Regions from separate parts of the Mus musculus genome. Here regions 1 and 2 are each linked to region 3. The links are chromatin contacts, called in public HiChIP or PLAC-seq maps. All regions are on one chromosome and are shown on one strand. Each heading gives the region's core, a stretch centred on a gene start, on an enhancer-like site or on the middle of the called end of the contact. The rest is flanking DNA. Distances are from core to core; before and after follow the strand shown. Region 1 overlaps Clasp1 (CLIP associating protein 1). Region 2 overlaps Clasp1 (CLIP associating protein 1). Region 3 holds the start of Nifk (nucleolar protein interacting with the FHA domain of MKI67).

Region 1 (4,022 bases), core at 1,300-3,799, 200 kb before region 3:
GCACTTGGGAGGCAGAGGCAGGCAAATTTCTGAGTTCGAGGCCAGCCTGGTCTACAGAGTGAGTTCCAGGACAGCTAGAACTACACAGAGAAACCCTGTCTCAGAAAACCCAAAAACAAACAAACAAACAACAACAACAACAAAAACTGCTGAGTTAAGTGGTTTGGGGGTTATAGGAAACATTCTTAAAACATGCTACCCTCTTTTGAATATTTGTACTTATAATGCTAAAGAGTAAAGCAAATGATTAGATACACAAATATATATAAACTCTGGTATAAACTCAATGCCATGCTAAACACCTACAGCCTTATAAATGGATAAGTATAAAAGTACATTTTGTTCATATATGTGTGTTCTTTTTTTTTTTTTTTTCCAGAGCTGAGGACCGAACCTAGGGCCTTGAGCTTGCTAGGTAAGCGCTCTACTACTGAGCTAAATCCCCAACCCCATATATGTGTGTCCTTATAATGAGCAGAAATAAAACATCTTCAGTCAGAACTTTATGTATGGTCTTAAAACTCTAACATTACTCATTGCATCCATAAGCACCAAGGGAATAAGTTCCTTCAAAACAATACTGGAAACAGACATGGTAGTATACCCCAGCACCTAGGGGATGAGAGCAGGCAGAGCTCTTGAGTTCTAGGCTAGCCTGGGCTACATAAGACTCCGTCTCCAAAAAATAGAAAAGACAAAAAATATCAACTTCAAGTAAGAGCTCTTTGAAAGGAAACAAATTCCTTTACTGATGTTTCAAGACACTGGCTTTCAAAGCTTAGAAAATGCTCCTTTTTCTACTATACACAATAGACTGTCAGATAAAGACCACGGAAGAGCAGGCCCTGGAGTTAGTAGTACTAGATTACTGAAATTGTATCATTTCCTAATTTCAAGAAGAACATGAAAGGTTGTCTGGTAGTTAGCAGATTGTCAGCTGGACAGGACATGTCACCAAAGAGACATGTCTGTAAGGGAGTTTCCTGACAGGGTAAACTCGAGTAGGAAGACCCATGCTGTAGAATGGGGTCTTGGACTAAATAAACAAAAGAGTGAACTGAATGCCAGTGTCCATCTCTTCCATTTTTGACAGCATGTATAGTGTGAGCAGTTGCCTCACACTCCTGTCTCATGCCTCCCTGACATGAGGGACTGTACCCTACACCGAGATTCAAAACAAGCCTCTCCTCCCCTAAGCTGCCATAGTGAGGTGTTTTATCACAGCGACAAGAAGAGGAACTGATATAAGTAGCACCTTTGGTAAACCTCTAAGTGCCCTAAGCAGGACAGACCGTGTTTAGATATAACAGTAGAATACATTGCAATCAGAGAACGCACATAAACTGCAGAAGTCAACAGTGGAAAAGACAGTGGAGGAGTCACACCTAGACTTAAAATGTCTTCCTAACAAAACTGGAGGCAAAAGCAGAAGATGGGTTGTGTTATCAGATTCGGCAATTCAGACATTTCCTCCTGGAAACGGAGTTCAAATTAAATGTTCCCACTCCTTGCCTTCTGCCCCGGTCGGAGCCCACCCAGTCCGGCTGCCCTCGGTCTCCATTCATCCCACATGGCTCACGAGTCCTTGCCCAGCTGCTTCTGGCACTACTTTTCTCTTTGACAGAGCATCTCTTCCTTGACCTCAAAGCAGGACGTATTCTGGGACAGCTGTGTTATGAGGAGATCTAGGAGGATCAAGCAGACATGGGGAAACGAGCCTCCTTTCTGATGTGCTGAGCTCCTGCCATGGTATACCGTGCAGTTTCACATCCCCACCCTTTCCCAATAGACTAGAAGGCTTTGGACTTGAGAAGCTAAGATTAAAAAATCTTCTAATTCTTGGGTCTAAAAAAGGACCTGGTACACAGTGAACAGTCTAGTAAAAAAAGGCTGAGAAAAATCAATGAGTAAAAAACTAAGCCAACAAGAAAAGTTAAAGATATAGTCCTCTTATTCTAAAGTAATAAGTGTGTGTACTTAAGGAAGCTGACAGATATATAATGCAAGTACATACACGGATAAATAGTGGTTTGTGGTGTTATAGTCGGAAAGACTTTTACATTGAGAGGGGACATACGCGCTGGAGTGTCTGTAAGGTACTGAGAATCACTTGTATCTACCCCTATTATAAAGAAAGCCAACACAACAGTAAAGTGCGGATTTAGATTGGTGTCCAGCAATCTCTAGTTTTCAAGTTTTAACAAAATTATGTCAAATTATTTGAGTGTAAGAGATCAAAATAAAAAGAGGGACCCTGAAATACTTTTGAAAGTTAATATATGTTAATGACTAGAATGAATTCAATAGAAGGAAAATGAAGAGTGAAGGGGTCTAATAAGAAAAGGAATTCTTAGTTTTCCAATGCTAGTGCTTTGCTAGTGATAAAGTCCCACCGCAGTCGTTGGAAGCATTAAGTTCCACAGTTTTTGACTCTGATGAAATCTCAGTGTAATCTGTATAAGCGCACAAAGAGCCTAGTTTTAAGCACAGCTGAAGTAACTTCCTGAGCTCAAGAGCAGAGCCCTGCTTTCCGTGTCAGACAGTGATTGCATCATAACCGAGATGACAGCCATGCTGGGAGTGGAGTTTCAAGTCTGGGAGATCCTTACCTAATCCAATCCGGTTAGGACTTGTTTCTCGGCTACATCCCTGACTCCTGGGGATCTTGCTCCGTTTTTCTGAGGATGGTGTTACCGGTGGGCCTCTGGAGGAACCCCCAGCAAGTCCACTTCCCAAAAGCTTCCCAGGGGAACTTGACCGGCTGCCAGCTAAAAGTGAAGCAAAATGACGGTGAGAGACGCTGAGAATCAGGTGACACTTCACAGTGACTAAAGGAATAAGTTTTCACACATGAATTTGCATGAAACATTAAGAATTTTTTATATAAAAATAGCATTTGAGTTGGCAATGCTGTTCTTCACATGTGGGCACATAGGACTGCTATTAGGAACTAACACCTCTGCTTAGAAGACCCACGAGACACCTCTGGAAGTAGAGGTGCAGTTTCTAATAGAGAACAACATGGCAGGGGTACCTATTCCAAGCAAGCTCTCCCAGAAGCGCACACCCAAGCCCTAAGAACTGATGCCCTAAAAATTAAGTAAATCACAGGAGAAACAGAAACATAACAAACTGAGGGACATTAACTGAGGGAAAATGGGTTTGATCTAACAAATGGAAGACACGGGGATGAAAGAACTAGAAATGGTTTAAGAAAAATCATAGAGTAGGTGGTACACATAAGCTTAAAGATCAGTAGCTATAAGGAATGTGGCTGGATATCACCCATCTACTAAAAGTCAGAAGTTTTACACTTTACTTCATTTACTGGAGATTAAGTCTCGTCATGCTAGCTGAGTGTTGTGCTACTGAGTTACAGCCTAGACCCTAAACAGATACACATAAACGAAATAAACCATGCACTGTTTATAAGAATCAAACAGCAAAAAAGTCAAGCAAAACAAGGAAAAGCACAAGGAGTGGTAGAAGAGTAAGTGACCACAGAGACAGCCAGTACAAACATCTACCCCCAACAACACAGCTGAAATATAGACTGGGAAGAGCTAAGAACATAAGGAAAAAACGGGGAAAGCCACAATTTTTAAAAGACTCTTCTAGAAAGCCTGATAACCTCAGATAAATTGACAGAGGCAGCAATCAAAACTTTGAATACACAGTGTGTTCAATAACAAGCATATGCAGGATACATAACCATGACCTGCGTGACACCCCGTTAGCAACAGCCTCATGTACAACCAGAGTTCTGCCTGTGCCCTGTGATGCTGCGCCCAACTCAGTCTGTGTAACTACACCCAACTCTCTCAACATTTCACAATGTGACTTCACAGACTCCTCTTGTACACATGTGTATATCCAAAACCATATTTTTTTTCATTTTAACATCAAATTTTACAAATACTAAATCTGTACTAAGCCTCAAAGCAAATCTCAAGAAAGAAAGAAAGAAAGAAAGAAAGAAAAAAAGAAAGAAACCCCCCAAAAAACAAAAAACCTTGTAAAAG
Region 2 (3,890 bases), core at 918-3,417, 250 kb before region 3:
ATTAAAAGGCTGGTATCCAACGGGGCTCAGAGCTAAACAAAGAATTCTCACCTGAGGAATACCGAATGGCTGAGAAACACCTGAAAAAATGTTCAGCATCCTTAATCATCAGAGAAATGCAAATCAAAACAACCCTGAGATTCCATCTCACACCAGTCAGAATGGCTAAGATCAAAAATTCAGGTTACAGCAGATGCAGGTAAGGATGTGGAGAAAGGGGAACACTCCTCCATTGTTGGTGGGATTGCAGGCTTGTACAACCACTCTGGAAATCAGTTTGGCGGTTCCTCAGAAAATTGGACATGGTACTACCGGAGGATCCAGCAATACCTCTCCTGGGCATATATCCAGAAGATGTTCCAACTAGTAAGAAAGAAACATGTTCCACTATGTTCATAGCAGCCTTATTTATAATAGCCAGAAGCTGGAAAGAACCCAGATGCCCCTCAACAGAGGAATGGATACAAAAAAATGTGGTACATTTACACAATGGAGTACTACTCAGCTATTAAAAAGAATGAATTTATGAAATTCCTAGGCAAATGGTTGGACTTGGAGGGCATTATCCTGAGTGAGGTAACCCAATCACAAAAGAACTCAAATGATATGTACTCACTGATAAGTGGATATTAGCCCAGAAACTTAGAATAGCCAAGATATAAGTTACAATTTGCAAAACACATGAAACTCAAGAAGAACGAAGACCAAAGTGTGGACACTTTGCCCCTTCTTAGAATTGGGAACAAAACACCCATGGAAGGAGTTACAGAGACAAAGTTTGGAGCTGAGACAAAAGGGTGGGCCATCTAGAGATTGCCATATCCAGGGATCCATCACATAATCAGCCTCCAAATGCTGACACCATTGCATACACTCACTAGCAAGATTTTGCTGAAAGGACCCTGATATAGTTGTCTCTTGTGAGACTATGCCGGGGCCTAGCAAACACATAAGTGGATGCTCACAGTCAGCTATTGGATGGATCACAGGGCCCCCAATGGAGGAGCTAGAGAAAATACCCAAGGAGCTGAAGGGATCTGCAACCCTATAGGTGGAACAACATTATGAACTAACCAGTACCCCGGAGCTCTTGACTCTAGCTGCATGTGTATCAAAAGATGGCCTAGTTGGCCATCACTGGAAAGAGAGGCCCATTGGACTTGCAAACTTTATATGCCCCAGTACAGGGGAACGCCAGGGCCAAAAAGTGGGAGTGGGTGGGTAGGGGAGTGGGGGGAGGGTATGGGGGACTTTTGGGATAGCATTGGAAATGTAAATGAAGAAAATACCTAATTAAAAAAAAAAAGACTGGTATCCAAACTAAATGTGTATGGACTATGTTCTTAAACTTTTATTTTTTTAATGGGGGTTGGGGGTTATTCATTCACACATGTGGAGGTCAGAGAACAACTTGTGAGAGTTGGTTCTTTCCCTCCAGCAAGTGAGTTCCAGGGGTCAAACTTAGCTCGCGTTAGGTCACTGTCTTTTTCTTGATGAGCCAACTACTCTTATCACTGCTTACTAAATGGCAGTGTAACAACCACATAGCATTTCTGTTATAACGTTTTAGTAGGTGTTATGCCATCTAGTGACAGCCTAAGTACACTTGAGGATACAGGGGACTCAGGCACTGCAGAGTTGCAGGTAATGAGGGATGACTACATTGTGTTTTTAAAATTTCTGTATGTGTGAGTTGGTGTGCACCTATGTGAGTTTATGTGCACCAAGTATGTAAAGGAGACCTTGGGAGACAAAAGAAAGACATCAGCTCCCCTGGAACTCGGGTTATAGGCAGTTGCTTCATTTGGGTACTGGGAACTGAAGGCTGTATGGTATGTTAGTGTCTCACTCTAACCCCCTCTCTGTCCCTGTATCCCTAACACCTGTCCCTTCCCCTCTGTCATGGGGCCCTTGGAAGCATGAGGTTTCTCATGCCTCATTTTCTTTACTCTCTCCTGTCAAGTTACTCCTTTCAGTTCTCATCAAGGCACTCCTGTCCTTGTTAAACATATGAAGTATGACCCTGGCTCCCCTCCCATCATTCCAATGCCTCTCAAGTCTCTACTCTGGTCTCAGCCACTGACCTAAGCTCCCAACACCACTGATCAGTTTGCTCAGTTGATCATGGGCCCTGACATCCACACCCATCCACAGCTAAGTCCATGATGTTATGAACAGACTGCTGCCTGCTTGCTCACTTCCTTCTCCTTCTCAGACCAGATCACAGCAGCCTGACTCAGGAGCCCAGGAGATTGCTGGACCCACTGCTAATTTCTTTCTGTCTAGTGCAGTGGTTCTCAACCTTCCTAGTGCTGCAACCCTTTAAAACATTCCTCATATTGTGGAGACCTCCAACCTTAAAATTATTTTTGTTGCTACTTCCTAACTAACTTTGCTACAGCTATGAATCGTAAGGTAACTATATGAGAAGCAGGATGGCCTCTGGTGATCCACTGCTCAAGGACCTGTGGCTCCTGGAGTTGGCCTTCAGGCATCCCAGCATGCCAAGCTTTTTAGTTAGTTTGTTTTTGTTTTTCCAGGCAGGGTTTCTCTGTGTAGTTCCAGCCATCCTGGAACCCACTCTGGAGACTAGGCCGGCCTCTAAGTCACAGACATCAACCTGACTCTTCCTCTAGAGTGCTGGGACTTCATTCACCACAACCAACTTGCACCAAACTTTCTTTTTATGTGGTTTTGGGGAGAGGAGTCAGGCCGTCATGCTTGAGTGGCAAGTACTTCAGGGGCATTACAGAATGAAATCATGCCCAAGACAAAGGGACAGAAGCTGAGAACCACTCTTCTGAAATGTTCTAAAACTGCCTTAGACTTTAAAAATTACTATTATTTTAACACCAGAACAGAACACACTGTCTCCAGGGAGTTGAGTGGGGGAAAGTCTCTAGTTGCTGCCACTTAACTGCTAGCTAGCCATCCCCTGGCCCGGGATACTCACGATATCACAATCCTTCTTGCCATCTCGTTTGATTGGCTCATTTAGATCCTCCTGGCTTCGGAAGCTGAACTTTTCAATGGCTTCTGTAACTCCACGCAAAGAGCTGTAGATTTCTTCAGAGTTCAGGTTCTCTGTATCATAGTCCAGCATGCTATAATTTAAAAAAAAAAAATGTATTTTTTGGAAAACTGAGGTATGTGCATAAAACCAGGACACAGGCCTAGCTGATTTATAGTTTAAAGTAGGACTCATTATACTTGGGTTTCGGTTAACTGGAACAAAAGGGGACAGAGCTCTTGTCAGGGCACTGCCACTGGCCATCTTCCATGTCACAGCCAGCCCCAGACAGTACACCAGCCCCCGGGGACCAGAGAGAACAAAAGCACGAGGGTGAGAGAACGCAGGAGTGACGAGGTGACTGGATGTGCACAGGGATGATGGTGGAAGGAACTTTCTTATCTTGAAGATGAAAAAAAAGCTACTTTAGTTGTTACTGGTCTCAAATGTACAAACTCTAGAGGAGCAGGCACATGGAAATAAGCTAGAATTAGACACTTCTGAGGAGCAAAACAAACCACTTCACAAGAGCCGGGCAGGCACACCAGAATCCAATCCAGAGAAACAATCAAGGCCCTATGTCAAAAAACACCAGCTTGGGATTCAAAATCAGACCTATCCTCACCCAGCACCTGGGGCTCCAAGTCCCGTGTGGTCTAACCCAGGAGCTTGCTGGGAACACCAGATTCTTTTAAGGCAGATCTTAAAGAGATGAGCCACCTTCCTGAATGAACATCCAAAAACACTTCTAGAAATAATACTTGTCCTCTATGGAAAAGTGATGCCACCTGCTATCCTCTGAGACACTAATAATAATACACCATGAAGCAGAAATGCTTTTTAAAAAGGAGAACAGCCTTGTGGTGTCCTGCAGTTTGTA
Region 3 (3,646 bases), core at 728-3,227:
TTTGTAGGTAACAACGCTGTGCCTATGAATACAAAGGATGACATACAATTGACAAGCAAAATATACATAGTTGAATTCAGGAACAGAATCTTACCCGCTTACTTCTAGACAATCTGAATCTGCTAATGTCGCCAAACTGGGCACAGTAGTTATAGATGTGGCTTTCAGAAAGTGTTGAAGGTAGGTGGCCCAGATAAACTACTCCACGGTTAAGTTTTTCTTTCTTCTTTTGCTGAGGCTAAAACAGATAAACATTTTAAAAATACAAACTCATACTACACCAAAACGTTTGTGCGTATACACATTTTTCTGAGCCGGATCTCACTATGGAGCCTTGGCTGGCCCAAAACTCACTACGTAGACCTGGCTGGCCTCTAACTGCTGAATGCTAAGATTAAAGTCCTATATCACCATGCCCTGCAAAGGTCTTTATTTTTCAACGAAAGTATGTTACCATTCCATAACCTCAGAGTAAATTAATTCTAATGTCTTTTTCTTTTTTTTGAGACAGAGTTTCTTTGGGTAGCCCCAGCTGTCCTGGAGCTAGCTTTGTAGACCAGGCTAGGCTCAAACTCACACAGATCCACCTGCCCCTGCTTCCTGAGTGCTAAGATTAAAGGTGTGTGTCCCCGCCACCCAGCTTCCTAAAGTCCTTTCAGAGGCTAGGTGGAGATCTGCCTGCCTCTGCCTCTCCAACACTAGGATTGAAGGTAAAAGTCACCTTGCCTGGCCTGCAACAAATTTTCAACACCATTCTTTCCCCTTGGTCCAGGAACAAACTCATAACTCTATCAGGGCAGAAACTGAAAAACTCCGTGTTTGGTATCTCTCTTCCCTTAAGCACTTGCTGAGCAAGGCTGAGGCCTGAGTTCAATCACACAGAGCCACAGACTCTGCAAGAGACAGACTCCCACACACGCACGCACCATGATGCACACCAAGGCACACATATGTCCACACCCACCTGTCCCTACAAAACAGTCAGCACAACATGTGTTCAAGAGCTAAATGGACAAGCAAGTAACAGTCTGTCATGTTCAGAGTAACACTGTGAAACCAAGACCTTCAACTCCGAATGCAGTTGGCAGTTTATTACACCGAATCTTAACTGTTTCCGGTTGTTAACCTTCATGGTGCAGACTCTCCTTCTCTATCACCATACTATGACCCCAGAGAACAAGAACTTGTTTCCTGTCAGGTAGGGTACCGGGTGACCTATAGTGTATTCATGAAGTGGATATAGGGGGTTCAAGACCTCGACTGCACAGCAAATGTGAGGTGAGCTTGGGCTACAATAAACCCTATACTGACACTGTAACAAAAGCGACCCTCCCAAAAGACCCCCAGGACAACAACAATAAAAAAAGAAAAGCTGTCGTTCTCTCCAATGCACTCCATGGTGCAAACCAAAGGGACTATAAACTTCCGTTAGGGACATTGCATACAAACTGAACTCGACAGGTTGACAGGTTGAAGCCCTATTCTGAATTCTGACCCTGAGCTGTATTCTGACTCTCGATCCTCCCAGGACGTGGGCTTCGGGACGTCTACTCCGTCTTCTAAGCACTACAAACTAAGGGGACATAACACACCTTCCGAATGCTGCGGTAGACCATGAACCCTCATTTTGCAGGTCAAAGCGGAAGCGTGGCAGCTTTAACACATTCTGAGATCTGGGGGTGCCATGCTCCCACACGTGGTACCCCTCCTCCTTCACCTCACACCGATTCCTGACCTGCCTCGGTCCCCTGATTGGAACCATCGTCTCCCAGCCCGTGAGAGGTTGGCTCCCGAGCCAGCCCGGCCGCCCCGCGCCGCTCACCTTCTTCGTGCGCCCTTGGATCTGCGTCAGAGCCTTCTCAAACTGCGAGTCTTCCTGCGGGTTCAATGCCAGACTCGGCTTCGCGGGGCCTGCTAACCCAGCCATGCTGGAGAACCCGAACAAGTCAATCCACGCGGAGCCTTCGGAAGTGACGTTTCCTTCGCGTCTCGGAAGCGGAAGTAGAGGCGGAAGTGTAGCAAAAGAGCAGGCCCCGGTGTCTAGAATTGAGGCAGCTCGAGCGCCACCTACTGGCCACAAACTAAAAACATTTAAAATCGGATTAAGGCTCCGTTGGTGAAGCGCTTGTTCTCAGTCCTAGGTTTGAAACCCAGTGCCTCATAAAATGTGACTGGAGCCACGCCCCCTGCCCCCATCTGTAATCCCAACACTTGGGAGGTAGAGGCAGGAGGATCAGGAGTTCAGCGCCATTCTCATAAACATAGTTCGAAGACAGCCTGGGCTCCATGGACTCAAAAACAAATTTAAAGTCTCAAACATTAGCCATGCCCGTTGCCTGTTCATGCCAACGTGCAACAGGAAAAGCCTTCCCCTCTGTGGGCTCCTTTTGTAAACTTTGTAAACGCTCAAGCAGGAAAGTGGCCAGGCCCCTGCCTGAGGAGATCCAGTGGCCAACCTCCCCAGTCCCCCCACCCCCGCATGTTTTCCAACGTCCCTAATGGTTTTCTAACCATCCAAAAGTGGGAGAGTGGCCAGACCCTGCCCTACAAGAAAAAAATTCCACCAGTCCCCGAGGTCTCTCAAGTTCAGGACTTGAAATTCCACCAGTCCTCATCATGGAAGTCTCCACAGCATAATCCAACACCTATTTATATTTTTGATATTATACACCTGTGTCTGTGAGTGGGTATGTGTTCAGGAATTCAGATGACCATAGAGAATAATGGTGTCGGATCTCCTGAACTTGGAGTTCAGGCTGTTGAGAGATGTCCAATGTACTGGGAACTGAACTCAAGTCCTCTGGAAGAGCAGAAAATACTTTTAACTGTGAGCTATTTGTCTAGTCCCCATTTATTTTATTTTTATGCGATGAGTGTTTTGCCTGTATATGTACCCTATATGTGCAGTGCCTGCAGTGGCCAGAAGAGGGCATCAGAACACTGGAACTGGAATTAAGGACTGTGAGCTCTTGACCACAGAGCCATCTCTTGAGTTCCCTAGTAAGTTTCTTTAGGTAACACAATAGGAATTTTGAGAAAACAAAAGGAGAAGCTTGTAAGAGTTTCTTATGTTGAAACAGTTGTCTTTTCTCCATTTGTTTATTTACTTATAGATTAATTGATTGACAGGTTGATTGATTTTGTGTGTAGTGTATGCCTGTCAGTGAGTATGGGTGTGTGCACCCTTGTGCTGCATCGCATGTGTCTAGGTCAAAGGACTACTTGCTGTAGTTCTTTCCTTCCACGGTATGGGTTTTGGGGACTCAGGCTTAGTGGCAAGTGCCTTTACTTGTTGAGCCACCTTACTGACCCGGTCTGAAGATTATTTTAAGCAAAATATTTTTGAGACTCAGTGGATAAAAAAAGAAGCCCTTTATCTAAGAGAGCAACTTCTGGGGAGATGGGGCTTCCTTAAGCCCCTTTGGGGAATGTTATGACATAAGGAACACTGGAAGAGGGGCTGGAGGTGCAGGCTCAGCACAGAGCTTACCTGCCTTTTATGAAGCTCTGGCTTCTACTTCCAACTCTGAGTAAACCAACATCTAGGCAGCCAGCGATACATGAGACCCTCCCTGTCCCTACAAAAGGAGGAAGGCAATCAATGGCAAGATGGGTCTGAGGGTAAAGGCTATGGAGGTTAGGCTGA

What was found. HiChIP or PLAC-seq counts read pairs in DNA pulled down with a chosen protein or histone mark.
Region 1: a contact with region 3 is called in an H3K4me3 HiChIP or PLAC-seq map of bone marrow-derived macrophages, with 4 times the contacts expected there. The contact joins the enhancer-like site here to the promoter of Nifk in region 3. A contact is called at or near these places in 10 of 39 promoter capture datasets (the C10 cell line, the HPC-7 cell line, cranial neural crest and 7 more), 1 of 15 datasets of contacts at CTCF or cohesin (embryonic stem cells), 1 of 484 Hi-C or Micro-C datasets (bone marrow-derived macrophages), 19 of 115 datasets of contacts at active chromatin or transcription factors (the 230-238 cell line, bone marrow-derived macrophages, double positive thymocytes and 9 more) and 4 of 9 other capture datasets (adipose tissue, embryonic stem cells, liver and 1 more).
Region 2: a contact with region 3 is called in an H3K4me3 HiChIP or PLAC-seq map of the 230-238 cell line, with 5 times the contacts expected there. The contact joins the enhancer-like site here to the promoter of Nifk in region 3. A contact is called at or near these places in 5 of 39 promoter capture datasets (the C10 cell line, cranial neural crest, hippocampal neurons and 1 more), 1 of 484 Hi-C or Micro-C datasets (bone marrow-derived DN3 thymocytes), 8 of 115 datasets of contacts at active chromatin or transcription factors (the 230-238 cell line, the SCID.adh cell line, bone marrow-derived macrophages and 3 more) and 4 of 9 other capture datasets (adipose tissue, embryonic stem cells, liver and 1 more).

What each region holds. Positions count from the first base shown.
Region 1 is chr1:118,524,043-118,528,064 of GRCm38.p6, reverse strand. It overlaps Clasp1 (CLIP associating protein 1), which reads right to left. Exons shown (of 43, transcript NM_001359328.1): 23 at 2,610-2,768. Among named protein-coding and RNA genes, the nearest start is that of 2900060B14Rik, 67 kb to the right of the region's middle. Within about 2 kb of position 2,549, at least 26 of the 459 cell types and tissues checked have an H3K27ac peak or open chromatin away from gene starts, as enhancers often do. A contact at or near this core is called in bone marrow-derived macrophages, where this site is marked.
Region 2 is chr1:118,570,063-118,573,952 of GRCm38.p6, reverse strand. Clasp1 (CLIP associating protein 1) reads right to left here. Exons shown (of 43, transcript NM_001359328.1): 37 at 2,954-3,104. Among named protein-coding and RNA genes, the nearest start is that of Tfcp2l1, 56 kb to the left of the region's middle. Within about 2 kb of position 2,167, at least 6 of the 459 cell types and tissues checked have an H3K27ac peak or open chromatin away from gene starts, as enhancers often do. A contact at or near this core is called in the 230-238 cell line, where this site is marked.
Region 3 is chr1:118,320,174-118,323,819 of GRCm38.p6, reverse strand. It overlaps Nifk (nucleolar protein interacting with the FHA domain of MKI67), which reads right to left and starts at 1,977. Exons shown (of 7, transcript NM_026472.4): 1 at 1,823-1,977; 2 at 95-238. The coding sequence starts at 1,927.